Regions from separate parts of the Sus scrofa genome. Here region 1 is linked to region 2. A link is a contact called in public HiChIP or PLAC-seq data. All regions are on one chromosome and are shown on one strand. Each heading gives the region's core, a stretch centred on a gene start, on an enhancer-like site or on the middle of the called end of the contact. The rest is flanking DNA. Distances are from core to core; before and after follow the strand shown. Region 1 holds the start of APIP (methylthioribulose-1-phosphate dehydratase). Region 2 holds the start of PRR5L (proline-rich protein 5-like).

What was found. HiChIP or PLAC-seq counts read pairs in DNA pulled down with a chosen protein or histone mark.
Region 1: a contact with region 2 is called in an H3K27ac HiChIP or PLAC-seq map of alveolar macrophages. The contact joins the promoter of APIP here to the promoter of PRR5L in region 2. A contact is called at or near these places in 1 of 5 promoter capture datasets (fetal skeletal muscle) and 1 of 2 datasets of contacts at active chromatin or transcription factors (alveolar macrophages).

The regions. Positions count from the first base shown.
Region 1 is chr2:26,089,883-26,096,997 of Sscrofa11.1, forward strand. It overlaps APIP (methylthioribulose-1-phosphate dehydratase), which reads left to right and starts at 5,138. Exons shown (of 8, transcript XM_003122870.3): 1 at 5,138-5,393. The coding sequence starts at 5,337. PDHX (pyruvate dehydrogenase protein X component, mitochondrial) reads right to left here and starts at 5,013. Exons shown (of 13, transcript XM_003122869.4): 1 at 4,811-5,013. The coding sequence starts at 4,964.
Region 2 is chr2:24,809,355-24,815,826 of Sscrofa11.1, forward strand. It overlaps PRR5L (proline-rich protein 5-like), which reads right to left and starts at 3,288. Exons shown (of 11, transcript XM_021083180.1): 1 at 3,058-3,288.

The DNA.
Region 1 (7,115 bases), core at 3,888-6,387, 1.3 Mb after region 2:
GTGGCGAGTACTGAGTGAATTCATGTAAAGTGCTGAGAAAGGGGCAGGGTACATGGTAAGCTCTCAATAAATGCTACTTACTATTTCCAAACCCACTCTTCCAACTTCTTTCTTGCTGGCAGAGGCCCAATTTTGCTTGGCTGCATCCCCTTCTTGTGAACACGTGCGTTGAGTTAGTGAGCCGACTGTCCAGTGTCCTAGTCTGTTCAGACTGCTATGACAAAATACCTGGGAGACTCTTGGCTTATAAACATTTATTTCTCACAGTTGTGAAGGTTGGGGAGTCTGAGATCATGCTGCTGGCCGACTGGGTGTGGCGGCTGATGAGGACCCGCTTCGTGGTTCACAGACAGCATCTTCTCACTGAGTCTTCACATGGTGGAAGGGGTGAGAGAGCTCTGTGGGTTCTCTTTCCAGGGGCATCAAATCCCATTCATGGGGGCTCCCCTCATGACCTAGGCACTTACAAGGCCTCTACCTCCTAATACCCTCACATAAAGCATTAGGTTTCAACACAGGAATCCTAGAGGGAGGACACAAAGGTGCAGTCTATGGAACCCAACCCTGTGATTAGTCAAAGTCAATTCAATCCGAGACATCCAACAAGAAAGGACCCCTTTACTTGCTCTGTATATATTATCATGTGCATAGTCTCAAAGTAGTCATTTACTTTCTAATCTTGGGCAAACAGCTAAACCTCACTGAGTCTCTATTTCTTCACCTATAAAACACAACCAGCCTTTGCATGCTTCTTTTGATTAGAAGTGAGAGAAGTCAAGTCTCTACAATGCAACCTGGTAAACAGTGAATGCTCAATGTGATGGCTCCTTGGAATGTCCCACTCTCGTATCCCCAATGGAATGTTTTAAAGCAATGTAAATATGTACTAAGTTCTTCCTGATAATCCAAATCTTAACAGTTTCTCCTGCTGCTGCTTCTACTAAGATCTCATTTTACCCCTTCCTATTTTCCCTTAGATGACCACACATCTCAACTAGCGAGCAGACTATATCTGCTCGGCGTAAGTGATCGTCCGTTTTCTCTAGTCAATACATAACCCAAAACAATGAAAATGAAGGACTTTACTGCTCTCCTACTTTAATCAGATCGTCAGAATAGCAGGCGATTCCCAACTCACACTTTCTTTTGAAAGACAATGCCCAAACTGCAGTCTTTGATGGAATCAGCCCTGTGTACTCTAAACTACAACTGACCTACATTGGGTCATCAGCTTCTCTGCCCAGGAAATCTGGAATTAGATCACAGAAATGATGGTGTGCACTTGAACTAAAGTGAAAACACAATGGAGCATAAAGGGCCTGAATCAGCATTAAAGCAAAGCAGGCTGATACGACCGAGAAAGAAAAGCCATGAGTAAGCAGACTGTTATGTTCAAGAGAAGACGAAAATCTCCATTTTTACCAAAAGTTCCCAGTTGTTAAATGTTATCAATAAATTTAATTTTCTTCCAAAATGACATATGGTAGGATTTGGAGTCCTACTACAGACCTCTTTGTCCTTTTACAACTTTCTAGATTTTTACCCTTCCCCAGATATGTTTGTTTAACATCTACATATGCAAGGCCTGAAGCTATATATTGGGTGAGGCCCTATAAACACGGTATCTCATTTATTTTTCTACACACGTTATTTTAAATTCAACATGTTATTCCTCAGGGACAACTTAAGACCACTGTTATTAACATCTTAGTAATTATTAACTCCAAACCAAGCCATCTTCTCCGAAATGGCAGCCATGGAAACAATCACTTAGGGTAGGTTGAAGACTATTTGCAAATGCTTTGCCAATTATGTAAATGTCACATCTGGCCCCCTTTATATCTGCTCTTCTTTTAGCCTGGGAGGGCTACCACCTCCAGAAAGCCTGCTTATGTTGTCCCTTAGCATCCTGAACTTAGTCCCTCAGAGCTCACTGCACACACGACTGAAATCATGCCCTAGTTTTTACATCCCCATAACTTTAAGGATAAAGCTCATACAGAATTTAGGGCTGCCTCTCCAGAAGCTGAACATGACTAAATGGGCCATGTGCTAAAATACTAGGAATCTGTTCCTCCAGCAGGCCACCTACTTTTCAAGCAGCTACCATGTACCTCACATCTGGGGCTCATTCCTTCACTCTGTTTGAGTTGAATGGTAATAGTCTTCGTGAACACTATAGTTGTGTGGCTCTGGGAGTTCCACTCAATTTCTCTGAGGCTTAGTATTCTTGTCGAATAACAAGGAAGATAATGCCAACTTCACTAGGCTTTTGTGAAAACTGAAAGAGATTCTACCAAGTGCTAAGCACATGGCATATGCAGTAGTTCATAAAAACGCTGCCAACAAACATTTTTAAGAAAACAAAACTTCAAGTGACTTCCCACCTGACAGACTTTTAAATCCTGGATGGACATATGAAAGAGGAAATAACTCAATAACTGAACCTAATTCACATAGTCTATAGATGACCAAACAGTTGCTTAATTTTATGAAACCTAAGTTTCCACTATGCTCAGACAAAAAGGAACACCATACATCCATGCTTTATAATGCAAATAGTATAAGGATTGCCACAAGTGTTCATCATGGCAAAACAAAAACCTGTATGTGAAAGGCGAGGAGACAAATTTTGGCTCAGTATTAAGAAAAAAAAAATCCAAGATTTCCCAATAACCTAGAGTTACCCAACAACACACAGCCATCAGCTTATGGGGCAGAGAGAATAAAACGCCCCGCCTCCACCCCAGAGATGTAGTATGTCCTAACCCCAACCTATGAGTATGTTACAACGAGGGGGAATTAAGGTTAAAAAAGAAATTAAGACTGCTAAAGAGCTTCACCTTGAAATGGAGCAAGAATCCTGGATCATCCAGGTGGGCCCAATATAATCACCAGGGATTATATTGGGAGGGAGGCACTAGGAAACACACAGCTTCCTTGGTATTCCTCACAGATGATGTCCAGTTAGACAAGTTGTTCACGGTGTGTTATAGGGTAGGCAAAATGTCATGATGCATCAGTGAAGAATTGCCTAAGAGTTTCCAAAGGCAGCAGTCCTTAAATTGGGTCTCAGGAGAACCCCTGACACTGCATGCACATTTTGGAGTGTAACTACACTTTGCCCCTTTCTCTGTAGAGAGGGTCTAAAACAGTCAAAGATTCTCAAAAGGAACTGTTTTATAAATAAGATTAAGAACACTCTTCCCACAATATTTCTAACACTGAGCTCTTCCTACTCCATGATTTTCTCAGAGAGCAAGTCTCAAAGTGTACTCTATAAACACCAACATAAAACATCAAAATGCACCGAAGGTTGTTTGTAAAATGCAAATTGCTTAGCTCTACCCCAGACAGAATCTCTGGGAGCTGTAGAAAGTTCAATATTTAACAAACTGGAGGAAGGGAAGACAGTAAATTGTAAACACAGTTAAAAACAAACAAAACAAAACAAAAAAACCCACTGCTCCAAGAGGTATTTTTTAAACATTAAGTAGAAAAAATTGAAATAAACTGTTCTCATTACAGGATCATAAAATCTCAGCGCACTCATCATACCCTGTAACTTTGTGTAAATATTCTTCTGTTCTGAGCTTCAGAATATGTGGGCAATGCCTACTGCACCTAATTTTTCATATTACAATTCATCCTGCGGAGGAGTGACTAAAGACTGGCAGAAAATACATCACACTCAAAATCCGCCCCACCCCCATCCTCATGTAAAGAAAAATAATGCAGGGCACACTACAGTATATACCATTAAACACCGTAGGAATTGTGTTAGCTCTGTCAATATCACTACTTAAAGACAACTTTCAACAATAAGTTTTGTAAACAATGAAGAATTTCAATGGCAAATCCAGTTCTACAAGGGTTAAATCATAACCCACTGCAGTTGCCCAGCGACAGACAGTGCAACCTGAGAGGAATTCAGGATGAAGCACTGGGTGTTTTGGATAAAGAGGCCCTTAGATAATTCGAAACACATTTCAAGAAGAATTTTAATGATCCTGAATTCTTATATCTTCCCATTCATAGAAAAATACTAAAACCATTAACCTGAGATATCTGCTCTTTGTGATTAGCAGTAATCTTTTATCAACCTGTATGCCTAACCGCATTTATCTCCTAGCCAAAAAATTCACATACAATCTGGCTTCTCTACCTCTGCAGAGCGGCTGTCTCCCAGGCTAAAATCCTCACTCATATTCTGAATAAAACTTAAAACTCACAACACTTGGGCGGCCTGGCTTTAAGTCGACACTTCTTGGTAAGCTTCTCCCCCTAAATTTCCACTCTTTCAAGCCATGTTTCGCATAAAACATTTTTCCGGACCTATGCCTATGATGCCTAGACATTTACAAATTGAGTCCTTTACCAGTACTCGCGTGAGGCAACCCCGCTGGCCTCTAAGATCTTCCAGTAGACAAGGGTGAAAACAATGAATAAAAACCACTAACGTGACGTCTAAATCTCAGCAAACTTGGGCAACTTGACAACTCTAAAGGAAACTAACAATGACTAGGAAGGGGCTTGAGAGAGGCCGCACAACCCCAAATCCAAGGCAAGGTCACGGAGAAGCCATACCAACCAGGAGGCCAGGGAACGGAGTCAAATTCTCCTAGCTTCCAAAAAACCCTTTGCGGCATGCACGAGGCCAAGTCAGCAGAACCCTCCCCGAGACAAAGCCAAGGGAGCGGGGAGGCTCCGGGCACCTCCACACCCAGGTGCAGGCCCTTAATCAAAAAGCCCCTGCCCCAGGCCCGTTGCTCAGATGCACAGAGGAGCTGAGCGCGTCCCGGCCACTCACCCCAAAGAGACTGCGTGCTGTGATACCATCTCCAACTAGCTCCGCGGCCGAGAGACCATCCAGCAGCTCCCTTCACCAGCCCCGGGCAGTTGCCAAAGCCCAGGAGGCAACGCATCACCCGCGGGTCACAGCCTAGCCTCCAGGAGGCCGCCATCTTCCCAGCCTTCTCGCGGGCTGCCCTCAGCACAGCCTGTTCGCCCAGTCATCAAGGCCCTACAAGGCCCCGCCTCCCACCCCGTTGGACACGCCCCCTGGACGCCCGCGACTCGTAAACCGCAGGAATCAAGCAGCTCTTCTAGCTCCGCCTCCAAACTCGTTGGCCTCGCCTCCCGGTCATGAGGCTGCGCGGTTGGGCCTCCGGTCAGCGAGGCCCTCCCGGACCCGCCTTTCGTCTTGTCCGCCCCGCCTCCGGACTGCCCTCCACACCGCCTGATTGCATTTCTGGCCTCGCCGTGTTAGCCCCAACTGAGGGCCGGGAGCAAAGCCTTGCGAAGACCGGAGGGCGCGGGTACCTCTGCTCCCGGCCATGTCTGGCTGTCACGCTCCAGAGGGAGACTGTAGCTCGCGGCAATGCCTCGCGCAGGTAGGGGCGGGGCCGCCGGCGCCTTCTATTCCCTGGAAGCGAGGCGCCTGCGGGGCTCGGCGGCGGAAGCTAGGCGCGGGCGGGGTGGGGTTTCGGGCCGGACCCAACGGGACCCTCGCGCACCGCGGTTTCCGCTGCGGGTGCTGACCTAAGTCCCCGGCTCCCGCTGAGGTCTTTGCTCCACCGGCTGGGGTTCTCTGGAGACAGGAGCTGGGCACCAAACCTTGAATAAGGAAAAATAACGGAGGAGAGCGGTATTAAGTGTGTATTTCAAAGTAACTTCTCATGAAGACCGGGGAAACGTGAAGCCGCGGGTGAAACGGAGCTCAGACTATGAGCTCTTCTGCGCCCTGGCGACCAGCCTGACATTTGGCGCGTAGTAGGTACTTGGGAAACGTCCCCGAGCCGGATCTGTTCAGTAGCTGGCACTTTCTCTGCGCAAGTTGCTCTTTGCCTGCTTCTGTTTAGATTGGTTGTGGGATGATCTAGGAAGGATTTTTCCTTAAGCAGAAGTCACAGGAAGATTCCACCCTCGGGCTGCACATAACTTTTCATTCACTTCTGCATGCCAACAATTTATGGAACACCCATGTGCTCAGGGTGGTAATTAAGACAATGGCCTGGGTTCTGGAGGAGAGCTAGACCAGTAAACCATTACAAGTGAGAAGCGCTGCTGAAGAGACTGGGAATTCCCCCTCAAATCACGACCTGATTCTTTATTCCTCCTGTTATTCTTCCTTGGGGCAGAAGGTCCCAATTAAAAAGTAAAAGGTGGCAGATTTTATTAGGAAAAACTTATCAGCCAGTATTTCTGTGAATAAATGACTTTCCAGAGATGAGCAAAGTCACTTGTTTTCTTCCTCTCACTTATTACAATTTACGTATTTATTCCTCTTTTCACTGCCAACTAAAAATTGTCACCCACCCGCTGCCTCCACAAGGTTTAGGTCATTAGCCGCTGCAGTCAGCCGCTGACCTTCAGCACACTCTTGAAAGAAGGCCAGGGAGATCAGGAATGAGGCACTCTGTGTTCTGTGAAAAACTGGCAGACTAGGCCTTCTGATAGTTAGATATTTTCAGGAGATTTTATGACCCCAATTTCTTGTGTCTTCTCATATCTAGAAGAGCAGTAAGATCATTAATGGTGCCATCTGCTCCTCATGATTAGTGAAATCCTCTGCAGAAGCAGGTGCTTGATTTCAGGTATCCACCTTCCCCAAATCACATATATACTGAACTCCCCCCCCCCGCTTCTAGCAGTTCCTCCCTCGGCGCTGAGAGGCTGTCTCCCAGGCCTCATTTTGCCTCAAATAAAATTTAACTCATGACTCACACTGTGCCTTTTTTTTTCAGTCAACATCACTTTTTTAAAACTGCTTCCTAGAGTATAAATTCCTTCAGTGCGGAGACTTTGTCTTATTCATGGCTGAACTTCCAGGATGTGCTTGATGCATGGTAGGCACTCAAATATTTATGACCGCATCACTAACCACTTAGCTGCTCAGCCAACTGAAAACTTGGAATTCCTTGAAGCCTTCCTTTCCTTCAGTTTTCTTACCCAAAGTCCATCCTTTCTATTTAACTTTTTTTTTTTTTAGGGCTGCACACACTGCATGCATGGCATATGGAGATTCCAGGCTACGGGTCCAATCAGAACTACAGCTGCTGGCCCTACACCATAGCCACAGCAGCTGGGAATCTGAGCTGTGTCTGCGACCTACA
Region 2 (6,472 bases), core at 2,038-4,537:
TGGCCATTCCCAACCAGCTGCTGGTCTCTGATCACATGATGCTTTTCCATTCCCTCCACCTGAAACACCCTCCTTACAGCATTTCACCTTCCTCTGAGAACCGGGACAGAAGCTTGGACCGCACTTCTTCCACGGCCCTTTCAACAGCCCGTCCCTTTTCTGGCAGAGCGGCCACAAAGGCCCTGGGCATAAGAGTTGTTCACTAAACAATTGCTCAGTGGATGAACAGAAATAGCTTCCTCTCCTTCCTCCCTGGTCTGAGTCAGCTGCAACCCCAGCCCATCCCAGTCCAGTTCTGTGTGCCCCCGATGGCACCCCAGCCCAGCCCAGCCCGGCCCAACCCTGGGCTGCCTCCAATGGACCCTGGACGCAGCCTTAGCGAGCAGCTTCTAATCAGCTGCCGGACCCATTTTTCACCCTCCTTTTCCTAGGAAATTGTGCAAGGATGGGCAATGGCAAGGGACATTTCATCATAACCTACTCAGGAAAAGAATCTGAAAGTGAATGGGTATCTGTACAGGTATAACTGATTTACTCTGTTGTATGCATGACACTAACACAACTTGGTTAGTTCAACTATATTCCCATCGCACTTTTTAAAAAAAGAAAATAATTAAAAACTAAACCAGGAGTTCCCGTCGTGGCTCAGTGGTTAAAGAATCTGACTAGGGACCATGAGATTGTGGGTTCAATCCCTGGCCTTGCTCAGTGGGTTAAGGATCTGGCGTTACCGTGAGCTGTGGTGTAGGTTGCAGACGCGGCTTGGACCCAAGTTGCTGTTGCTGTGGCTCTGGTGTAGGCCGGAGGCTACAGCTCTGATTTGACCCCTAGCCTGAGAACCTCCATATGCCTCGAGAGTGGCCCAAGAAATGGCAAAAAGACAAAAAAAAAAAAAAAAAAAAAAAAAAAACACTAAACCAAAAAATTGCTTAAAAATAAAAATCTTTATATTTTAAGATCTTTATTAGGTAAAGAACCCCTTAGGAGACAGAAAGTAAGATGATGCATCCCCTTCTGCCTCAGATGAGGCTTTCAGAACATAATATTGCTTCGATGCACCAAAAGAATCTATTCCACCCCTTTGTCATGATTCCATGGATTAAGTTATCCTGGGGGAGGGGGAGGGGTTTCAAGAAGCAGAGATCCCTTGATACCTGGAGGAAACTCTCATACTGTACCTGTGAAGGTTCCTGATGGACTTGTCACCTCTGGCCCAGCTCCTGCATTACAGCTGGAGCACAAGCTTTTTACCTTTATAACAAAGGCCATGTGACGACACAGGGAAAAGATACCATCTACAAGCCAAGGACAGAGGCCCATACCTTGGCCCCAGACTTCAAGCTTCCAGGACTCTGAGGACATAAATTTCTGTAGTTTAAGCCACCCCCTCTGTATATTAGCTTTGGCAGTCCAGGCTGACTAATACAGACTGCTCAGATGCAGGGGGACTAAGAATAGTCTCAGGCACCTGCTTCAAGGGACTGGCAGCTTAGAGGGTTTTCTGAAGAATCCACAAAATCCAACCATGAGACAAAGAATCAGGTTAATTGCCTACCAGGCCCAGCCAGGGGGATGCCAGCGTCCCACAGCGTTAACCAGGTGAGAACTTCCTGCTCCCCTTCCTTCCCCCTCTCCCACCAGGGGGCAGAAGCCTCAGTTAGCCAGGTGGAAGTACTGGGTGGGAAACCAGAAACTGACAACAGACTCCCTTTCCCAGCTCCCCCCGAGAGGCAGGGGAGGTGGTGGCAAAGAGGAGTGTCCGCTTGGAAGGAAGTTTGAAGGTCTGGGTTATTGCACAGACCTGGATGTATCAATTACTCAACTGAGACATTGTTGAAACTAGAAAGGTAAGCAAGCAGAAGAGCCAGGGACCTGCCCTAATTTTCACCCCAGGGCAAGGAAAGAGTAGGGCCCTACAAAAAAATTAAGGGGCAGAGATAGACAAAAATAAAGCTGGCTTCCTGCATATAGCCAGCGAGTCCTGTTTATTTAACATCTGTCCTCCCACCTATGTGGCAGCTTGGCCTGTCTCTGGCCAAGGAAGAGGTGACACACATTGAGCGATTATCATTCCAAATCCCTCCCTGTCCCCACCGGGCAGTTCCATCTTCTCGAGCTTGGCGAAAGCTGAGGACAACAGGCGAACCATTTAAGAGCGTCTGAGTTTCTGAAATGGATAACTCAGTGCTGCTGTTCGGCAAAGCCAGGGACGGAACGCCACACTCCAGGCCTCGTGACCCGGACAAAGAGACTCACTGCAAACCAAGCATTACTCACAGGGCTGGGCAGGCATTCGATTCACCTAATCCTGCAGAGTATTCAATCAGAATTGTGTTCAAACCCTGATTCTGCCCCCAGACAGCTGTGCGATCCTGGGTAAATTGCTTAATGTCTCTGTACTTCATTTGTAAAAAGGGGATGATTAAAGTTAACTCATCCCAGAGAGTTATTATGTAGAATTAATGAGGAAATAGAAGCAAACCATTTAGAACCTTGCCTGCCACCAGGTAAGGGACTCAGTACACATAGTTATCATTAGAGATCAAAGTCCTTCCAAGTGGAACCCTGCAGTAAGCTCGGTCTATTGTAAAGACCATTACACAAGAGGCACGGTGGTGTGCAGCACAGATTCTAGCACCAGGCTGCCTGGGTGGCACTCAGGCAAGAATGGAAAGCACGTTGTATTTTCTATAACTGCTATCAGGACAGTCAGCTCCACATAGTCATATGTCTACATGTCCGACACACAGAGTTAGCGCTTCATGATGGCAGCTATCATTAGAGGACTAGTCATCTCAACAAACCCACGGGGACCTTGACGTTTCCGGTCACCCAAAGACATCAAAGGCATGGAGTGGAGATCAGACAGGAAGAGTGCTTCCCTAGTCTAGAGGCTGCCGAACTTGACCTCAGTAGCTTTTTCATCTTTGTTTACCAGCAGACAGCGGCTCTCAAGCAAACAGGGTGTCTTGAAAGCAGAAAGCCATCCTCCTCTGGCTAGACCTGCAGCCGTGACCTCCAACCCCCACGCCCCACCAGCTGCTTCCAGACTCTCACCTGCGTTCCCTGGTCTGGTTCCTTCCTCCAGGGCAGGTCCCACCTGGCCAGGGAAAGGTGAGGTGCCACAGCCTTTCAGCCTCCATGGAGCCCAGCTCTCCCTGGGCCCATGTGTCCACTCAGCTCCCACTGCTCGGGGCCCCGAGGACTGCCAGAGGAGCAGGCGGAAAAGATGAAAAGCTGACACTCCCCGCAGGAAGTAATTGTTTAGCTGTTTTCAGCACTGAAAAAAACAAGCGTAACATTGGAGAAAGGAGAGCAAAGTGCCATTCAAGGCCATTGTCACGGCCTCCTCTCTGTGCATCGAGGAGACAAAGAGGCCCTGTGTGGGCGAGGACAATGCTCCGTGTTACCAGCCACTTCTGTGTTACTCCTGGGGACGGGAATGAGGCCACAGTGCCCTCCCGGGCCTGATGCTCACTGGACTTTGCTAATCACAGCCACCCGGCCAGTCAGCACTGGGAGAGCAACTTCAGACTCCCAGCCCACAGTGTTCTGTAATGGGGAGCAGGCGACACCCCATCAGGGGTGAGCACCTGGGTATGCGCCAGTCTTCTGGGCATGGCAAATTGCCAAGTACCCCTTTCCTTTCCCTTGCCTCCTCTCTTAACATGTTTTCAGAGACTCACCACAAGTTAGAGCTGAAAAAAAATCAGGGTGTCATCTCTTCAAATCCTCCAGTGCCGGCCTCAGGGCAGCCGCAATTGCTAAGACCAGATCATTCCTTACATAGTAGCGATTGCACCCCCTTATTAACCAGACACCCAGGTAGGAGCAAGCTCACAAAATGAGGCTCCTGACTTTAAATCCTGGTCCTGCTACTAATTACCCAAGCACTGTCCGTTTTTTTTTTCTCCCAGCCTTAGTTTTTCCACCTGTAAACTGGGATCATTCTTGGGTTAGTGAGGATTAAATGAGTTAATACATGTAAAACTCATAGAGAATTATGTGGCTTATAAAAATTGCTCTAGAAGCATGAATGACAAATTAGACGCTCACATTACACTTGCAATTTGCTTAGACTCATGAGGAGATGCTAAGGGCATGGCTGGAACCCCAGGATCTCAAACACCCAAATTCAGCCTCACCACCTATTATGGCCTAAGTTTTCCCCATTAGGTCCCTCAGGGAAGTTGGGCACCCAACAAATATCCACAGGGATAAGGCAGGTGACCAATGTATAGAGAGGACCAACGGCGACACTGCAGAGAGCAATGGGGACAGTGGGGATTCAAGCACTCGTGCCAGTGTTTGGGGGCAGCCAGGGCTCAGCTCTAGGCAACTGTTGTAACGTGAAAAGGTAGGAATGGCATGGCCAGGCCCGTCCATCTTTAAAGCAAAGCTGGAAAGCTAGATCTTTGTGTCAGATTTCCCTATTTTGAAACTGGTGTTTCCCGAGACACTGTTCATACAAAGTGAGCCTGGAATCATGCAGCTTGTGATGCCCGATCTGGACACAGAGGGCATTTCCAAGCCAGCACATATCTGTCATTTTCAGGTCTTCTGGCCTCAATTTGCCTGCAGTTTCCTGGTGAGATGATCAGGTCACTTTAAAGCCCCTCCTTGACCTGGAGCAAGTGGCACCAGATCAATAAAGATGAGCAGCCCTGTCTCCCTGGATACCTGCCCTCATCTCAGTTCATGAATTGGGAGTGAGGAAATGGAAAACCAGGGGCCTCTCCCTAAAGTGCCACAGCCCTTTGGCCTACTCCACCTACTGCTGGTGTTCCTCTGATAAAGCCTGGACTTAAGGGTGGGACCAAAGGGAAGACTGAGGGCTTAAGCCCCCATAATCTCCATCACCTCAAGTGCACATAAGTAGTCTAAGTGACCAAAAGTGCTTGCGAGGCACACACAACTTCCAAACAAGATTGCTCATAATGAGATAGCACTTCCCACCCACTGGGATGGCTATCCTCCAAAAGACAGATAATAACAAGTGTCAGCGAGGATGTGGAGAAACTGGAACCCTCAGACACTGCTGATGGGAATGCAAAATGGTGCAACTGCGTTTGCAGACAGTCTGGCAGTTCCTCAAAAAGTTAAACACAGAGTTACCATATGATCCAGCCATTTCACTCCTGGGTATACACCCCAAGAACTATGAAAACATAAGTCAACCCAAAAACTTGTTTGAAAGTGTTCATGGCAGCATTACTGATGACAGCCAAAAGGCAGAAACAACCCAAGTATCTATCAACTGATGAACGGAGACACACAGTGTGGTATATCCACACAATGGAAATTATTCAGCGGTCAAAAGGAATGAAGTACTGGAGCTCCCATTGTGGCTCATCAGTTAACAAGCCCAACTAGCATCCATGAGGACAAGGGTTCGATCCCTGGCCTCGCTCGGTGGGTTAAGGATCCAGCGTTGCCGTGAGCTGTGGTGTAGGTCACAGATGCAGATGTGGCTCAGATCCCGAGTTGCTGTGGCTCTGATTGTGCCCCTAGGCAGGAACCTCCATGTGTCACAGGTGCAGCCCTAAAAAGACAAAGGACAAAAAAAAAAAAAAAAAAAGGAATGAAGTCCTGATACAGCCATAAAAACATTAGGACAACCCACTCAAACATTAGGCTGAGTGGAAGAAACTATTCAAAGACCACATATCATAAGATTCCATTTATATGAAACGGCCAGAAGAGGCAAATCTACAGATACAGAAAGGAGATGAGAGGTGGCCCAGGGCTGGGTGTGATGAAAAGAGTTGGCAAGATAATAGCTAAAGGGTATAGTTTCATTTTGGGGAATGAGGAATTTATTCTAAAATTGGCTGTGTGATAGTTACACAACACTGTGAGTATACTAAAATCCATTCAACTGTACAGGTTCAGTGGGTAAATTGCACATGTGAATTACATCTCAATAAAGCTGTTACCAAAAAAAGAACCTCAAGGAGTTCCTTCCCTGGGGCAATAGGATTGGCAGCATCTCTGGAGCACTGGGGTGAGGGTTCGATCCCTGGCCTGGCACAGTGGCTTAAGTATCTGGCAGTGTGGCAGCTACAGCATAGATCACAGCAGTGGCTCAGATCTGATCCCTGGCCTGGGAACTTTTGCGAGGTAGCCAAAAAAAAAAAAAAAAAAAAAAGAAATTCAAAACTAAGATTGCTGCCTTTAATCAAACCTTCTATTAAAAAATTCTGTATCCAGGGTTTCCCATTGTGGCTCAGCCCAACTAGTAACCACAAGGATGTGGGTGGGTTCAATCCCTGGCCTCGCTCAGGGGGTTAATGATCCAGCATTGCTGGGAGCTGTGGTGTAGGTTGCAGATGAGGCTCCAATCCCACGTTACTGTGGCTGTGGTGTAGGCCAGCAGCTGTAGCTCCGATTAGACCCCTAGCCTGGGAATTTCCATATGCCGTGGGTGTGGCCCTAAAAACCAAAAATAAAAAAAAAGGGGGGGGAGAAAAAA